Linked DNA regions of Mus musculus: regions 1 and 3 are each linked to region 2. A link is a contact called in public HiChIP or PLAC-seq data. All regions are on one chromosome and are shown on one strand. The core of a region is the stretch at or near the end of the contact, and the rest is flanking DNA. Distances in the headings are between cores, read along the strand shown. Region 1 holds the start of Cav2 (caveolin 2). Region 2 has its middle 34 kb from the start of Cav2. Region 3 holds the start of Cav1 (caveolin 1, caveolae protein).

Region 1 (2,700 bases), core at 29-2,528, 34 kb after region 2:
CAGAAAGTCCGAATGAATGCAGGATGGTGAAGTGCTGAGAAAACAGTGAGTGTAAGGCCTATACCACCCCTTCGAATTAAAAAGGATTTAAATAAAACCAGGAAGGAAAAGTATAATCAGGGGGAGGGGGAAGCTTGAGTAACGGGACTCGGTGAGGGGGCGAGAGAAGAAGCCTCCAGGACGTGGGATTCAACCCTGCGCCATTCTGCATTACTGACATGATGACCCACACACTGCAGTGGAAGAAGATACACTCCCTATTCAACTATGACATTTAGAGTTTTGCCTTCCAAATATGTTCTCCGATCAGTTCCCAGGTTGTTTAGTTGGTTGTTTTGTAACTTGTATTACTCCCCAAATAGCCTTTCCTTTTCCAAAGAAACCTTCAAATCCATTTCCTACAAGGGATTTGATTTGTGCAGCAGGCTCTAAAGCCGGCTGTCCAGAGCAATGCCCATTCTTTGGTACTATAGTTTGGGGTCTGGGCAAACTGAAAGCATCATTCCATATCTATACTCACCAAGTTCCTATTTCGCGCAGGCAAAGTTTTAGGTTACCAGATGGCAAACTCTTTATGCCAACTCCTCCCTACTGAAGCTCTTGAGAGAATGGTCAGCGGGCTTATCCATGTACCATGATGTAGTTATATGCTTGTTTATGCTGCTCCTACGATGGCATTACAGACCTGTCTGCACGGCATTAGTTCCTGCAGTCTTTGAACAAAATCCTGATTTAAGGGAAAATCCAAAGTTAGTTGTAGTTTGGAGGCAGAAGAGCAGACCTATCCTTGGGGTATGATGGCAACAAACTCCTATAACAACTTACATAACCAACTCTGGGGAAACAAAAACAAAACGAAAGGGCTGCTGCAGTCCATTATCTATCAACAAGGTACGCCTTAGCCTCACGATTCAGCTACAATGCTTGCTGTGAGTTGGGGACCAAGTAAAAGTTAGGAATTAACATCTCATTCTCTCAGGATAGCTCTGAGGAGCAGGTGCCACAACTCTAATCCAACCAGTAGATGCATGTAGACTTCCCTAATGCTTGCCCCCTAGCACCTCCAGACCTTCTTCCAGTACACACACCTCCCTGACCAATCTGTCTGCCTTTAAGCATCCCTGTTCGGACTGCAAGCCAAGTGGCCCGGGAGGTCTGCTTTGCCCGGCTTCACCAAGCCAGGAGATGACTCATCGAGCCGGTTCCCCGGGCTCCTTGGGGCTTTGGCAAACAACTGGAGAGGTGCCCTCCCTCCCCGCAGGCCCGGCGGGGCGGGGCGGGGTTCGGCCAGCCAAGGCTGGGAGCGGGAACCGGCAGCGGGAAGCGGCCGCCGCCCGGGCAGCCCGAGGCTAGGCAGGGCGAAGCCAGGCGGGGCGGGGCTGAGCGCCACGGGAAGGGGAGGCAGGGCTGCCTAGGGACCGAACGACCGAGCCACTCTTGCAACGCCAGCCACGATGGGGCTGGAGACCGAGAAGGCCGATGTGCAGCTCTTCATGGCCGATGACGCCTACAGCCACCACAGTGGCGTTGACTACGCAGATCCTGAGAAGTATGTTGACTCGAGTCACGACCGGGATCCTCACCAGCTCAACTCTCATCTCAAGGTGAGTTTCAGGCTGGGCTATCACTCATCTAGGCTGGAGGCTGCTAAGGGTCCCTTGTATGCTGCAGGAGGATGACTCTTGACCTTCTCCCCAACAGTGGGGGTTGGTCCCATTGCTAATGCTGGTTCCATTGGCACTCTGCCCTGGTCCCACAGCCTTCAGGCTCCCTGAACAGCCACACAGTGTCCAACTCCTGTGTGCCCAGTGTCACTCTAAGAAAAGCTGAAGATACTCTAGCCAGGTCGCCTTTCCTTCGGACTTCCCCTTCTTAGAGTGCTTCTGCCACCACACCCCCCACCCCCACCAACTTCGTTCCCTCCCCACCCCGACCCTATCCCCGACAGGTTGGATGACGTCATGAGTCCTTGCATCTTGTCTCTGCAGCTAGGCTTCGAGGATCTGATTGCAGAGCCTGAGACTACACACTCCTTTGACAAAGTGTGGATCTGCAGCCATGCTCTCTTTGAAATCAGCAAATATGTGATGTACAAGTTCCTGACCGTATTTCTGGCCATCCCCTTGGCCTTCATTGCGGGTATCCTGTTTGCTACCCTCAGCTGTCTGCACATCTGGTGAGAGGGGACACATGGGTTGATTCTGAAGCTTACAGAAGTTTTTGCCACCTGCTCTCTGCTCTTCCTATTTCCCAGGGCCCATTTGCAGAGAAAACGCTTACATTAGTTCCCAAGGGTAACAAGACCTGAGAAATCTTGAAGGGCAGTGTGCTTTCTTTAGAATAATAGTCCCGGCTGAGAGTTTAAACAGAAGGAAGCAAGGGCCTCTTTCCTGGGTGTGATTTTTCCTTCCATGCAGAAGGCTGAGCTGAGTGTGGAGGTGGGGGCTGGAAGGCCACTTCCTGTCATAGGCTGCTCTCTCCAGGGCCTGTTGTGACTCGTGCCTGTGGTTCTGGGCAGGTCCTTTCCTCCTTTCATTGACTTTTATTCAGTCACCATCTGTGCTTGGGCAAAACAAACGTTGATCTCAGAGAAAACAGCGCTTACATTCTGACCCTTGGAGAAGGGCAGACTTTAGTAAAACAGTGCTATGAACTGAGCCACTCAAGTCTTGCTATTGGTAAATGGCAGCCATGAACCCA
Region 2 (2,700 bases), core at 113-2,612:
TGCGCAAAATCTATTCAATTTTCCCTCCCTAGGGAAATTCATATTTCCTCTTTGAGTCCTTGTTACTTATCCTCTCAGAGTCTGTAGATTGCAGCGTGAATTTCCTTTGCTCTACAGCCGATATTCACCCATAAGTGAGTACATACCATGTGTGTCTATCTGGGTCAAGATAAACATGGTATTTCTGGGTCTTTTTTAATGTTTCCATTCACATTTAAGAAAGTATGTGTACACCCATAATGCCATACTTGGCTTTGTTGAGAAAAATGGGCTTTATAGATGCACCCTTCTTATTGCTCAGAACTGAAGGAGGTTTAGGCAGCCAATCTAATCTCATCTATCTCCCGAAAGGACTATGGAGCCTATGCTGGTGATATGACCAAAGCACATTTAGAGTGGTAAGAAAAGGCTGATTATTTGAAAGGTCAAGAAACAGTGTGAAGAAAGAGCATAAAGGAGAAACTAGGATTGGAAGATTAAATGGGGATGGAGATGGAATGGGAGGGTAATGGAGGTAATGTGAGGAAAGACAGCAAACACTAAAGACCTTTTCAAAAGCCATAAGGAAATCTACTGCCGCAGAAGCTTCCTAAAACATATATAGATCAAAGGACTATTTTAAGTGCACCTACCAAACAGTAGAGGAGACAATACCCCAGTTAGGCATCTTATGCTTCCAAGTAAACTGCCCCCTTACCAGGAATGGGTTACATCATGTTGAGTCATTGGCCAAAGGAGTCCTATACACTCCCCCAACATTACAGACTATCGGATGTGAAGCCTCATTGCTAAAGACATCACTTATGTATGGCGTTAAACATGAAGAAATTGAGCTGATGCCCAACTAGAAACCTCACATTTACTGACTAGCATCCATGGCGCTGAAAGGCACTATGTAAGCTACTGGAGGAGGAAAGTAAGCATCACAATCACCCAGCTAAGAGCCCTGGGACCTACAATAATGACCTGCCTACGAGGCACAATGTGCAATCCTGGCGCAAATGTTATGGGAGCAACCAATGACATTCGGTTAGATTTAAAACCTGTTCCACAAGATGGCACCTATCCTTGATACTGCTCATGACCAAGACAATACAGGTTTTAGGCCCCAGAAGGAAGCCTACCCCTAATATTGTGCCAAATGACTACAACAAGAAAACAACTAATAGTATTGCTCAACCCATAGCCCAGTGCATTGTTCAACTCTTATCAGAGAAGCTTCTTGCAGCGCATGATAATTCATACAGAGATCCATAATTGAGCAATGCTCAGAATGAGAGATTTGGGGTTTTATAACACTCCTCCACAGAAGATGTGAAAAGATTGTAGGAGTCGAATGTGGTGGATGACTCCAAAGAAAGAGCATTTTTCAGACACCAGGGTGCTGATTCATATATGAACTCACTGAACATGTGACACTATCCACAAAGCCTATAGAAATTCAAGCCAAACAAATCACAGAATTGAGAAATGGAATTGGGTTTAGAGTTCCATTCTTAGCCAAGGAGCTATTTGCCACACAATCAATAGCTGTGGGGAGAGGGGGAAAAATCAGTTTTCTCAAATGGAGTAACAGTGGTTGTATCAACCACAGTCCAGAGCAAGCCCCATCCTTGTAGTTGGCCAACACAAAAATTTTTTCCATGATATTTCTGTGAGCTTTCTGTTGTTTTTATTTGGTTTGGTAATTTTTTATGTTTGTTTGCATTGACTTTGGGTGTTTTTCATTATTTATTTTAAAAAAAGAAAAAGCATGAAGTTCTGTGCGTGTGGAGGTAGGAAGGACCTGGGAGAAGTTAGGGAGGAAAAATATCAAGTATATTACATGGAAAAATTAAAACCAATATTATTTTTTAAAAAAATATACACACACACACATACACATATCTCCTTTGTAGGTTTGTGAGTAGAATAGTCCACTATGTTTTTTTTTTTTTCTCACAAAATAACACTCTTCTAGTTCTTTTTTAAGACAAGCTATGGAAAAGAGAAGGAAACAGTGTGAAGCAATGCAAGAAAGTGAGATAAAAAGTAGAGCCCTGTACAAACCGGAAATGAACACACGCACTAAGTGGTGAACACTTTGTGGAAGAAGATGCAATTATCTAAGAGATTTTTCTACGTAGAGAGGACCTTAGTTAGTGGGTGTGCATGCTTCTTACTGTAAGACACCTTTAAACAAAAGTCTTACTTTTATGAAGTCTAAACTGGAGTGGGGACAGAGTACAAAGCTATGGTCCCCGAGCAGTCCAGGAAAGAGGTGTGGGCCACAGTGAGGAAGGTGTTCTGTTTATTCGGAAGCTGGAAATTTGAAAGGAAGTTTGGAATCTGACAGAGGTGAAAGAAGAATGGAATAAAAATATTTTCCCACAAACACTCCTAAGTCTGGAATTTATGTGACTAACTCATGATACATAACTGAAGTTTGAGATGAGTGTAAAAAAAAATCATGAGTAATGTTTCTGATCCTTTTTTTTTCTTCTGTGTTTCTGTTCATGAAACTGTAATCGTCCCCCTCCCCCCCCCCCAGGGAGGGTTACAGAATTTGGAAAGCTTCCCACCCAGAATACAAAACATTCTCTCCTATGCTAATTATCCCACAATTAATGCCTGGCTGCTCTCCTCACTTATTGTAAGACTGTGAAAAAGACACCCAACATTTCTGTCTCTCTTTCCCAGCTATATAATGAGGATCCCATT
Region 3 (2,700 bases), core at 61-2,560, 59 kb after region 2:
TATTTATAATTTATAATAAAATGTATTATAAATTTATAATTAATCAAATAATTAATTAACAATTGCTTCCCTATCAGCCGGGGACCCAGGTTACTGGTCTTTTCAGGTCTTCTTTCCAGCTAGATGATCAGTTCTTTCAGGGTTCCATTTTATCTGTTTTCAAGCCCTGGGATTCCTCTTCATCCTTCTCATGAGCCCGTGCTCCTGCTTCTTGGAAACAATTTTAAAAATGTACTCTCTGTCCTTTCCAGTGTGCATTGGGAGTGTTTGCATAGGAATGCTTAGGTAAAAATTTCCTTTCATCCTTGAGGTGGTGGGGAGTAAACTGCTTAGTTACTGTCTCTAATTAGTTACTCTTTCCTTTAGTAAAAAGCAACTATAGTTTATCTTATTTTTCCTTACAATAAGACAAAGGAGGCTGGCCAGCTTTTGAAACTGATATTTTAGTTGTTAACTTAAAAAGAAAAACTACTTTGTCAAAAAATAAAACAAACAAACAAACAAACAAAAAACATTCTCTCACAGTCAAGCACATATTCCTGCGCTTGGATCCTCTATGGCAGAGGATGTAGTTCAGTGGTAGAGTGTTTAATCTCCAGGCAGAATACACAAAGCCCTGGGTTCGAACTCGTCGATCTTGAGCCAAGAAAAAAAAAAAAAACAAAAAAAACAAAAACAAAAACAAAAAACTCTCTAGTAACAAGCTTGAACCTCTAAGTAAAATTTTCTGCAGTTGAAAATACTCAAAGTGCTTATGGTTACTGTATAACCTGCTGGTAGGGATTTCATTTTCTTTATTGCAGAGGCGCCCACACAGATTGCTTCGTTGTGTTTATATTTAAAAAAAAAAAAAATGTTCCCTCAGGTTCCCAGCCATCTCGCTTCTATATCTTTCTCTGTGAAACAAGGAGACAGATCAGTTCTACGTGGGCGAATTGGGAGGGGAGGCAGCTTAGGACAGGGCAGAATTCTTTCTGCAGAGCCGGATGCCCATACTGGGCATCTCTGCAGACTCTTGGGCTCCCTCCACCCCTGCTGAGATGATGCACTGGGAAAACACGCGCTCTCCCCTGGATGCCTCTCTGTAGGTTTATAGCTGGGAAAACGTTGCCTCGAGTCTAAAATATCTGCCCAAACTGCCTAGCTCTGATGAAGGCTTTCTCACAGGCTCTCAGCTCCCCGCCGGCACTCCCCGCCCTCTGCTGCCAGAACCTTGGGGATGTGCCTAGACCCGGCGCAGAGCACGTCCTAGCCAACTGAGAGCAGAACAAACCCCTGGCGAACAGCCAAGAGGCTCCCTCCCAGCCACCGCCCCCCGCCAGCGCCTTTCCCCCCTCTATACAATACAAGATCTTCCTTCCTCAGTTCTCTTAAATCACAGCCCAGGGAAACCTCCTCAGAGCCTGCAGCCAGCCACGCGCCAGCATGTCTGGGGGCAAATACGTAGACTCCGAGGTAGGCTTGGGTGAGGGCTCCAAAGTGCCTGCTTTTGCTATCTTCCACTCCAAATGCTCGGACTGCTTTCCTCGCCCCAGCCCGCTCTCCACCTTCGCGGCACTCGAGCTGGCACCTTGGAGGAATGGGCTGGGTGGGGAGGTGAAAAGCTAGGAATGTCTTAGGGCTTCCTTTTGGAGAGGAGACCAATGGAGCCAAAAGGGGAAAGAAGGAGACCCGGTCTGCCAGACTTAGAAAAGTTTTCCAGATGACACGTTCGCGAGACCCCACTGCGGTCCAGCCCGTACCTACTGGGAGGCTTAGGGCTGCTGCTCAGTGTGTGTGTGTGTGTGTGTGTGTGTGTGTGTGTGTGTGTGTGTGTGTGTGTGTGTGTGTTCGGGGGAAGGAGATTCATTTGGACAGTGTCCCCCCACCCCAACCCCCCAGGAGCCTAAAGTGGCTGGCTTGGGCAGCGGCATGCGTGTATTGCACTTAGCGAAGTTCTCGAGAACTTCAATAGTTTTTTCTGCCCCTGAGAGGCCCGGGCGGGGGGAGTTCCGAGGTGGGGGAAGCCTCCTTCCTCCCTCACAAGTACCACCGCCATTGTCAACTCCTTCTTGGCACTCAGGTGGACTAAACGTGGAGACCCCGGTTCCCAAATAGGGCTACGATTCAGCTTGGAGTAGACAGCCTGAGAGTGATCTAAGTAAGGGTGGGTCAGGCAGTTCTTCAGATGGCATGTCCTCTGGGGCATGGGGGTGGGGGTGACAGGTCTTGGCACATGCCTCAGCCTAAAGAAGTATGTTAGATTGTGAGCCACTTATTCACCCCCACGGCCTAAGAAAAACCAGGGAGTAAAGGTGGGTTTTAAAAGGGGGTAGGGGCTGTGGCAGGTGCAAGGAAGAAGCACGGAGGGACAGTGAAGATGGGACCATTACGTCTGTCAGTTTGGTCCAGAGTGATCTTGATAATGTTGAAAGGGACCTTAGGACAGTGTTAAGGGTTAAGAGAGGGACCACGGAGCAGGTGAGGTTGTGGGGTCATAGGTCTGGCGGAGAGAAGGAATACAGAGGAGGAGGAACGGGAACCCCAGCCCCTGGGCTGGGGAGTCAGGGCCGAGAGCCGTGGGGAGCAGGAGGGCGCATGGGACTTCGCCCTGACCCCTGGCGGCGGGCGCGGGAGGCAGGCGCTCTCTGCCTGGTACCGAGGGGTGTGGTGTCCTCCGCTCCGTCCTCTTAAAAAGCTTGCAGCGCTGGAGTTTTCTGT

Evidence for each region. HiChIP or PLAC-seq counts read pairs in DNA pulled down with a chosen protein or histone mark.
Region 1: a contact with region 2 is called in an H3K27ac HiChIP or PLAC-seq map of embryonic fibroblasts, with 16 read pairs. The contact joins the promoter of Cav2 here to the enhancer-like site in region 2. A contact is called at or near these places in 3 of 39 promoter capture datasets (liver, macrophages and maxillary cranial neural crest), 1 of 15 datasets of contacts at CTCF or cohesin (the NIH/3T3 cell line), 3 of 484 Hi-C or Micro-C datasets (muscle stem cells, nephron progenitors and pancreatic cancer cells), 4 of 115 datasets of contacts at active chromatin or transcription factors (bone marrow-derived dendritic cells, bone marrow-derived macrophages, embryonic fibroblasts and 1 more) and 2 of 9 other capture datasets (adipose tissue and pancreatic islet).
Region 3: a contact with region 2 is called in an H3K27ac HiChIP or PLAC-seq map of embryonic fibroblasts, with 14 read pairs. The contact joins the promoter of Cav1 here to the enhancer-like site in region 2. A contact is called at or near these places in 8 of 39 promoter capture datasets (the 3T3-L1 cell line, HPC-7-derived erythroid cells, cancer-associated fibroblasts and 3 more), 2 of 15 datasets of contacts at CTCF or cohesin (the NIH/3T3 cell line and pro-B cells), 7 of 484 Hi-C or Micro-C datasets (adipose-derived mesenchymal stem cells, bone marrow-derived dendritic cells, cortical neurons and 2 more), 4 of 115 datasets of contacts at active chromatin or transcription factors (bone marrow-derived dendritic cells, a colorectal cancer cell line, embryonic fibroblasts and 1 more) and 4 of 9 other capture datasets (adipose tissue, liver, macrophages and 1 more).

What each region holds. Positions count from the first base shown.
Region 1 is chr6:17,279,907-17,282,606 of GRCm38.p6, forward strand. It overlaps Cav2 (caveolin 2), which reads left to right and starts at 1,279. Exons shown (of 3, transcript NM_016900.4): 1 at 1,279-1,604; 2 at 1,989-2,176. The coding sequence starts at 1,455.
Region 2 is chr6:17,245,834-17,248,533 of GRCm38.p6, forward strand. No RefSeq gene overlaps it. Among named protein-coding and RNA genes, the nearest start is that of Cav2, 34 kb to the right of the region's middle. Within about 2 kb of position 1,363, at least 36 of the 459 cell types and tissues checked have an H3K27ac peak or open chromatin away from gene starts, as enhancers often do. A contact at or near this core is called in the NIH/3T3 cell line, adipose-derived mesenchymal stem cells, a colorectal cancer cell line and 2 more, where this site is marked.
Region 3 is chr6:17,305,025-17,307,724 of GRCm38.p6, forward strand. Cav1 (caveolin 1, caveolae protein) reads left to right here and starts at 1,311. Exons shown (of 3, transcript NM_007616.4): 1 at 1,311-1,455. The coding sequence starts at 1,426.